Linked DNA regions of Sus scrofa: regions 1 and 2 are each linked to region 3. A link is a contact called in public Hi-C and targeted proximity ligation data. All regions are on one chromosome and are shown on one strand. The core of a region is the stretch at or near the end of the contact, and the rest is flanking DNA. Distances in the headings are between cores, read along the strand shown. Region 1 holds the start of KCNG3 (potassium voltage-gated channel subfamily G member 3). Region 2 has its middle 72 kb from the start of KCNG3. Region 3 has its middle 49 kb from the start of PKDCC.

The links. Hi-C and Micro-C count contacts between places; a contact is called where the count stands out from the background.
Region 1: a Hi-C map of embryonic fibroblasts shows a contact between it and region 3, with 4 times the contacts expected there. A contact is called at or near these places in 1 of 5 promoter capture datasets (liver) and 5 of 47 Hi-C or Micro-C datasets (embryonic fibroblasts, fetal skeletal muscle, heart right ventricle and 2 more).
Region 2: a targeted proximity ligation map of skeletal muscle shows a contact between it and region 3, with 2.6 times the contacts expected there. A contact is called at or near these places in 2 of 47 Hi-C or Micro-C datasets (embryonic fibroblasts and subcutaneous adipose tissue) and 1 of 2 datasets of targeted methods (skeletal muscle).

Annotation. Positions count from the first base shown.
Region 1 is chr3:97,829,516-97,832,440 of Sscrofa11.1, forward strand. It overlaps KCNG3 (potassium voltage-gated channel subfamily G member 3), which reads left to right and starts at 1,280. Exons shown (of 2, transcript XM_003354851.4): 1 at 1,280-1,993. The coding sequence starts at 1,362.
Region 2 is chr3:97,901,177-97,904,221 of Sscrofa11.1, forward strand. No RefSeq gene overlaps it. Among named protein-coding and RNA genes, the nearest start is that of KCNG3, 72 kb to the left of the region's middle.
Region 3 is chr3:98,217,843-98,220,692 of Sscrofa11.1, forward strand. No RefSeq gene overlaps it. Among named protein-coding and RNA genes, the nearest start is that of PKDCC, 49 kb to the right of the region's middle.

The DNA of each region.
Region 1 (2,925 bases), core at 30-2,529, 390 kb before region 3:
GCACGGGGGAAATCAAGACATTGTGAAAAGGAGGATGCAGACGAAGGCCACGCGAAATTCTGTTCTTGCCAGTGGCAAGGCGATTCTCCCCAGACTTTCACCCCACTCTACAGGAAGTGTCACGAGGGGGTCCAGGAGCGCTACCAGTAGGAGCTCTTTCAGGACCCGCGCCCCAGAAAGCGGGGGCTGGAGCCGCTCTTTTCCGGGAGAGGGCAGGCGGGAAGGCGGCACCGAGGCTGGGTGCTGGGGTGTGCGGCCGCCTTCGGAGCACGCGGTACGTGGGTCTCCGCGCCGGGAAAAGAAGAACAAAGTCGACAAGAAAAGAATTGCTGGGGTGCCTTATCTGAGAAATCCTTTGGGGCCATCTCAGACACCGAGCTGGGCTTCGTATAGTTTCTGGAAAAAGCTCTCCCAATGCCGTCTGTCCCCGCCCCTCAAATCCGGCACCCCACTCCTCATTCCTCCTTATCCTCCCTTTGGGGGCCATTAAAGGGGCCCTTGGGGATTTCCCAAGTCATCCCGATGGCTCGGGGGCGGGACGAGGGAGCAGCGACCCTGGCCGCGGGGCTTTGCTCCCCCTTCCACCCCGGGGCTCCGTGCTCGGCGCATCCCGCTCCACGGACCCCTACCGGCCACTGCGGGCGGGAGCAGAGAGGGAGGACAGCGTCACGAGGCGGGGAGCCCGAGGTCCAGGGCGGGGCGCCGGGGAATCCCAGCCCGAGCGAGGTGCGGGCGCGGGTGGGAAGAGGAGGGCGGCGCGCGGAGGGAGGTGAGCCGAGCGGAGCCGGGAGGCGAGGAGGGGGAACCGCGAGGAGGCCCCGCCCCCGCCTCTCGGAGCCGGCTCTTCGCCGCCTCCGAAGCCGCTCACTTTGCCTCTTGCCTCTGGACGGCGGCGCGGTGCTTTTGGAGCCAGGGCCGGAGGGAACGCCGGCGACCCGCAGCCATCCAGCACCAGCGCCTCCTCTCGGCGCGCACACCCCTTACGGGGGACAGCGCCGCCGCCTTCAAAGGGCACCCCGGCCTTGGAGGGGGCATCCCTGAGGCTCTAGGGGCGGCGGCGCTGGTAGCCTCGTTCCTGGCCAGTGGGGCGCAGCGCTGGAGCCGGGGGGGACTCCCGGACCACCAGCAGGTACCGCCGCGCGGAGGGAGCATCGCTAGCAGCCAACGCTGGGCTGCCGAGGAGGCTAGAGCGGAGGGGCTTCTGATCCAGCGAAGGGCAGCAGCGGAGCCCGGAGGGAGAGCCCGCTGGACAGCCCGCGAGCACCGACGGCGCGCTCCCCCGTCGGCCAACGGCAGGCAGGCCCCGCAAGGTAGCCAGGGGGGCGGCGCCCTCGGGCCTCGGGGCCTCGGGGCGGCCAGCCATGACCTTCGGGCGCAGCGGGGCGGCCTCGGTGGTGTTGAACGTGGGCGGCGCCCGATACTCTCTGTCCCGGGAGCTACTGAAGGACTTCCCGCTGCGCCGCGTGAGCCGGCTGCACGGCTGCCGCTCAGAGCGCGACGTGCTCGAGGTGTGCGACGACTACGACCGCGAGCGCAACGAGTACTTCTTCGACCGGCACTCGGAGGCCTTCGGCTTCATCCTGCTCTACGTGCGCGGCCACGGCAAGCTGCGCTTCGCGCCGCGAATGTGCGAACTCTCCTTCTACAATGAGATGATCTACTGGGGCCTGGAGGGCGCGCACCTCGAGTACTGCTGCCAGCGCCGACTCGACGACCGCATGTCCGACACCTACACCTTCTACACCGCCGAGGAGCCGGGCGCGCTGGGCCGCGACGACGCGCGACCCGGCGGTGCCGAGGCGCCCACCTCCCGGCGCTGGTTGGAGCGCATGCGGCGGACCTTCGAGGAGCCCACGTCGTCGCTGGCCGCACAGATACTGGCCAGCGTGTCGGTGGTGTTCGTGATCGTGTCCATGGTGGTGCTGTGCGCTAGCACACTGCCCGACTGGCGCGCCGCGGCAGCCGACAACCGCAGCCTGGATGACCGGAGCAGGTACTCCGCCAGCCCTGGGAGGGAGCCCTCCGGGTAGGACGCACTGCTTCTTTGCCCGTCCCGTCCGTCTTGTCGCGTCTGTCCGTCCAGTCCGTCGGTCCAGTCTACGTCCTGTTTACCTCCGGGAGGCCAAGCCAGGACGAGTTCTGGGTCCAGCGAGGCCCCAGGCGCGGCCAGCCAAGGGGCGGGTTGGTCCTCACTACCGGCTCTAGCCGGCTCCGGTCCACACAGCACAGGCCCCTTTTGAGGGCGAATCCCCAGCCGTGGGGAGGGGCAGATAGAGATAAACAAGACTCCCACCTTCGTAGCTTACTTTTGAGCAAGAGCAGTTAATTAGATTTTTCTAAACTTTTATTATTGGTATTTAACAGTTTGACCTTGGGCTAAGAGCAACTAGAATTATTTGCCAATTTTTGGATGGTTTTTGAAAAAATGAAGCCTTGTTATCGTGGAGTGTGGTCTGCTGTACACAGCCCACACACTCTATACGCTCTGCCTAACATGTGCTGTAATGGAATTGTTATAAAGGAGATTAATTTAGCAATAGACTCTAAATAATGGATGGCTGTGCCCTTTTCTCTCTTCTTTTCCTATCAAGTATAGAGTTAGCAAAGCACCTGTCCACTATTTGGTACTAGAGATTCACGCTGTGACTTTCAGAGGGATCTTCAGTTTAGGGAGGGAAAAATCCTTGGGAAAAGAGGAACATTTAAACTGCCTAAATCCAGAAACAGTATTCTAGTATTTAATGGTTTTTCTTTTCACTTTAGTAGAATGAAAGGAAAATATTTTGATCTTTCCTTAGATGGTGCTTACCTTTCAATAGTGATAACATACTTGTGTTTTTAAGACTAGTGAGTTTATTTTGCATATTTGGTGGGAGGAATAAACAGTAAAGTTGGACTTTCAAGGGAGATAGCCTCTTTGGGCAC
Region 2 (3,045 bases), core at 30-2,529, 320 kb before region 3:
TTTTTTGTCTTTTTGCCTTTTCTTGGGCTGCTTCTGCAGATGTGGAGGTTCCCAGGCTAGGGGTCGAATCAGAGCTGTAGCCACTGGCCTACGCCACAGCCACAGCAACACGGGGATCTGAGCCGTGTCTGCAACCTATACCACAGCTCGCGGCAACGCCGGATCATTGACCCACTGAGCAAGGCCAGGGATTGAACCTGCAACCTCATGATTCCTAGACGGATTTGTTAACCACTGCGCCACGACAGGAACTCCTTTTTTTCTTTCTTTTCGTTCGTTTTTGAAAAATGAACTAATTTTTAAAAACTGTATTAAAATAGTAAAATCCACATGCTAGAAAATACAGGAAACAGGAAGAGAAGAAATAAGCACATAGTTCCCTATCCGTATAATAAGTTACTGTCATCACTTGGCTTTATTTTCTTCCTCTTGTCTCATTTTCTCTATGCTCTGCTCTAGACACGCGTGTGGAAGACATGCGCCCCATCCTTAAGAAGCTCCCAGTGGGGAAGGTGACTAGTCATAAAAACATTAAAGCAGTCTAGGGGTACAGTAAAGGTTATATGAAATGGCTGCTGTGGATCTTGGAGGATGGACATTTCATTCAGCTCAGGAGTCAAGGAAGGCTTCCTGGAGGAGTGATTCTTAAATTCAGTTCAGGGAAACAAGCCCTGGTGGATTTGCCACCCTTAAAGGGTTTACTGTGCACCAGAGCAAGAGCACATGGCTTATTCTGGGGATTGTACTTGGTCGGCAGGTGCACAGAGGCTTGTGTGAAGAGTACCGTTAGGTGGGCAGAGGCTAGATTAGAAAAGGCCATATGTGCCTGCCAAGGAGTGAAGCCTTAGTCTGCAGGCATAGTCGTTGAAGGATGCAGGTCAGGGGAATAGCCTTAAGGAGGATTGCTCTTCAGGTAAGACAGAGTGGAGAGAGACTGGGGACAGTAGGACCAATAAGCAAACTGTTGGGGTCATCATCCTGGCAGGAGGAAGTGTTTAGAGAAGACCATGTAGCAGAGGAGAGACATGGAGAAAGAGTGAGTAGCTTTTGGTGGGAACAGAGAAAGTAACCTGGATTTGCCTCCAGGAGAATGCCAAATGGGGCATGAAGAAGAAAGGAGGTTGAGGTGCCCAGCAGGTAGGCTGGGCTGTTAAATAACTCTTGACAGTCAAAGTGAGCAGGAAAACTGAAAAGTAGTCATTGGGCTCAGCAACTAGGAGCTCCAAGTGACTCAGCTGAAATTTAATCCTAGGTCTTCTCACTCTGAGTCCTCATTTTATATAGACTGCATCCTGGTAGCGTGGGCATCTCTGGTTACTAATGATTGGCAGCCTGGGCTCTTGTGAATTGAGCTGGCCTTGAAGTCACTTCTCGCATTTAGCCCTGAAGCACATAATTGTTGTCTAGTTTCCTTAGTACCATTGTTGGTTAGTTGTGAGTAGTAATTTATACTCTCGAAGCTACATGAACTAAATGGGAGATCGCCCTTCTAGTCAAAGGGCTGAAAGTTCAAGTTGTATTGAGTGAGATGGAAGTGGCTGGACACCAAGGCCAGGGCTTCCAATTCTGATTTAGCAAATCTTGGATCCAGTTTCTATTTCCCTGAGTCTGACCTTTCCCAAGGTTAGGAAGCACCATTTGAACTTTATTCTAATCACCTGGGAAATCCCAGCACATGAGCACTTCCCGTGGGCCTGTCTAGAGCAATGTTAACACAGTTTGAACAGCAGAAATCACAGGAGCATTTTCAGTTAAAAACCAGGGGCAGTTCCCCGAAGGTGACATTTTACTACAAATGATATAACTGAAACTCAGTGTAGTCTTAATCACATTTAGACTCAGGGAATGTGGTACTGTAATAACCTTCAGCTTTGTTCAAAAGGGACTGTTGTTACTAATAATCATTAATCATTATGAGCCATAAAATCTGATCCAGAAGAATAGGAGGACAAAAGTGAAGAGTATTATGTGCAAGAGTCTCATTGAGTCATAAACAGTTCCCTGCAGTGTGATTTTAATTTTTAATAAATGCTCTTCATTTATGGCGATTGCAGCTGACTAGTGGATCTGTCCTGAGCTTTTACTAATAATTTTTCAAAACACATTTGCAATGATTCGTTATATCTCTTGTTCATCCCTCTTATCATAAGGAAGCATTTATTTTTAAACCTTTTAGTTTTTAAAATTGTATAAAATTATTATAGCTAAATAATATTAGAATATAAAAAATGAAGAGTAAAATGTTTTCCCATTCTGTGTTGAAGCTAACAGGCAGCCACTGATACTGGTTTGTTGTGTAATATTTCAGGCCGTTTTCTATTCTAGCATGTTTTTGACTGCCACTAGATCAAGAAAGCACAGTGACAATAGCCATAAAGGTAGAAGCAACTCAAATATCCATCAACATGGGGTTCCCGTCGTGGCTCAGTGGAAACAAATCTGACTAGCATCCATGAGGATGCAGGTTCAATCCCTGGCCTTGCTCAGTGGGTTAAGGATCCAGCATTGTCGTGAGCATGGTATAGGTCGCTGTGGCTGTGGCATAGGCCAGCAGCCACAGCTCCAATTCGACCCCTAGCCTGGGAATCTCTGTGTGCCGTGGGTACACCCCTAAAAAGACAAAAAACATCCATCAACAGATAAGTGGATAAACAAAATATGGGGTATACACACACACAGATGGTGTATTATTGATCCTTAAAAAGGGATGAAGTTCTGATATATGTTACAACATGGATGAACCTTGAAAACATTATACTAAGTGAAGTAAGCCAGATGCAAAGGGACAAATATTGTGTGGTTCCATTTATGTGAGGTACCTAGAACACACAAATTCATAGAGAAGGAAATGGAGGTTACCAGGAGCTAAGGGTGAAAGGAATGAGAAATTATTGGTCAGTGGGTATAGAGTTTCTGTTTGCAATGATGAAAAAGTTCCGAAAATGAATAGTGGTGATGATTGCACAATATTTTGTATGTACTTAATGCTACTAAATTGTATATTTAAAAATGGTTCAAATGGTACATTTTATTATAAAAGTTACC
Region 3 (2,850 bases), core at 44-2,543:
GGGAGGTTTATCTCTAGTAGAGAGAAAACCCTCAGCCTAGGCACTCAGGGGGTCTTGGGAGAGGAAAGAGAAGCCAGGCCTCTGATACAGAAGAAGCCTACCCCTCCCACTTCGGGGAGAGCAGCCCGCAGCGCAGCGGTGGCCGGAAGTGCTGGGCTCTGGGGAGGCTGAGTGGGGAGGGGCTGCCTGAGAGCGGGGTCTCCCTGCTGGCCTGGGATATTTATAGCACCTGTGTTTCTAGACCTGTCTCCACCTGGATTTGTACGGTCTGCGGCTGCAGCGTGTGTGGGGAACGAGGCGGGCACATTTTGCTGCAAGGGCCAATTCTCGGCCTTGGGACTCTCTAGCTGGAAGGGAAGTTACAAAATCAAAACAAGGGGCCATCTGGGGGAACACCAAGGCAGAGCGGCGCTGCTGTGCTGCGTCTGCAAAGCAGTCGGCGGTGAAACCCGGGGCTTTCCAGCCCCACCTAGTGTTGCATTTACCGCAGCCGTGGGCGTGGGTGAGGCAGGTGTGGGCGGCGGGGGAAGTGGATCCCACCCTGCCAGTCTCCAGGCGGCTCTGGCTTTCCCTTTCCCGCTGTTCCTCCAAAGAGTTAAAGGCTGGAAGAATGTTCGCTCTCCTTGGGGAATCTCACTTTGAAAGAGGAGCCCAGAGAGCACGTGGTGGCCCATCCTCTGTTCAGACCAGCACGGAGAGTCCAAGTCTGCGGCCCCACCATCTAGGTCCGCACCCTCAACTTCTCCTAATCACTACATGCCTGGTTGCTCTCAGACTGCGATGACATCATCTAAAAAAATGAAATAACTGTCCTTTGGGCTTTTCAAGGACCTAGAGGGCAAAGAGTCCCGAGGAAGAGTCCAACGCCGGTCCTTGAGGCAGCCATCCACTGTGCCTACCCCTAAAGCTGCCCTGACGACTCCACCGCCACTTATACTGGTGTAGAGGCCCTGGGCAGGCTGGGCCGAAGATCCAGGAAAGTTAACGATGGCAGCCGCAGATACCCAGAGAATCGAAAACATCATTGACATTACTCTTCTCTTTTAACCTCAGGGCGGCACAAATGAGGCGGCATTATTGTTAGGGTGACCATTTCACAGGTGGAGAAACTGAGGCTTAGAAAGGCTAAGGGATGTGCCCCAAGGTGACGTAGCAAGGGCCACCGTCAGTTTCAAACTCTGATTCTGGGGACCCGCAGGGGGTCGCGGCGGCTGGGACCACGGAGAAGAGAGGGCGGGCGCGGGGCCGGAGCAGTTCCGGCGGTGGCGGCAGCCGAGCGAGGAGGAGCTGGGGCCCAGGGACACCGCGCAAGCCCGGGGCCGCTGCAAGCCAACGGCTGGTTTGGTGGCCCGGGACGAGAGGTGGCCGGCCGGGGATCCGGAGCAGGACGGCGAGGCTGAGGCAGCTGCCAGACACGGCTGGTGACTGGCCCGCGCCGCCGGCCCCCACCTCCGGGCCGCGCTGCGGTCGGGCAGCGAGCAGGCCACATACCGCGCGGCGCAGAGGAAATGGCTGGAATTCCTCCCGCGGCGCCTCGCTCGGGCCTCGGGGCGGGCGGGGCGCTGGCCAGGGCTGCCCGGGCTCCCAGCCTCGGGCACGGAGAGGGAGTCCTCCCTTGGGAGCGCCGCCGCCACTCACTGCCAGCATCGGAGCTCCCAGGGCACGTGAAAGGGCGTAGGCTCGTCCCCGGCAGAGACTCCCGCGTCCTGCCCAAGTCTCCTGCCCCCTTAACCTGTCTGTGGCTCAGGTTATCTGGGCTGCCCATCTGGGGGAGAGGTCCTGCCCCCTCCCCGCTGATCTGGCATCAGGCCGCAGGCTCTGGGGCTGCACTACACGCGCAGCACGCAGCACGCGAGCGGCGCCGCAGAGCGGGAGCCTGCTGCTCCAGGCAGTGAGGCCTCTGCAAGGTCCAGCCTACGCTTTTTGGAAAGCCCTGGCCACGGATATCTCCAAATGTTCTAGGCTATTTAAATGTTTGTTAAGTGAATGAATGAGAATTGGGCAGCACAGTACAAACAGAAGCAGAGACCAAAGGAAAAGCAGAGCAAATGGAGATCCTGCTAGAAAGCCTTTGCTTCCGGCAGACGCAGAGAACGCACTTGTCTACGCCTGTCCGGCCTTTCTCGCCTCCCACCCCAAGGCAAGTCCAGGCCAGAGCGCCCTGTACTATTACTTCCCCGAGACCGCTTTGACCGTCACACCTTGATCCTAACCTTAATCCCAGGGCCCATTCTCACGCTCTTTCCCTGGTTTTAGGCTCTGAGTTTGCTTGAGTGATAAACGCCCTTTTCCCGCTCCTACCTTCCCCCACCTCCACATACTTCCCACCCTGGCCCACCTCCTTTCTCCACAGAGGGCTCAGGAGGGTCTGATTCCAGAAGTGCGGCTGTCCACCCATTCCGAATGGGACTGGGTCACAGAGGGTGGTGCCCTGGGACCAGGATGGCGCTGGCTATGTCTGCTCCCCACCCTGCCCTCCCTTCTGTTTCAGGTTGGAACAGGGCAGCGTCATGGTTTCTCAAACTGATCCACATCTCTGAGTCCCAAGTTATCAGCTTAAACTTCCACCCTCTCTAGGGGCTTCTGAGTAGCCAGACCTAAACCTGGGGAGGGACTCTCCTGCAAGGCCCTGGCAGGTATTAGGAGGCCAGAGGCAGGCCTGTCTTAATGCACTTGCCTCTCCTCAGGCAGGCCTGGGGTGGGGGGCGGGGGAGCTGAGGGGAGGAGGGTGGAATTGGAGAGGGGCAGGGAAGGAGGTGTCATTTCCAAGCCTGCCCCTGGACACTTGCCCATGAGGAGCAGGCTCAGGAGGCCTTGGCAGTCCCTTCATACAGACACAGGCAGACAGAA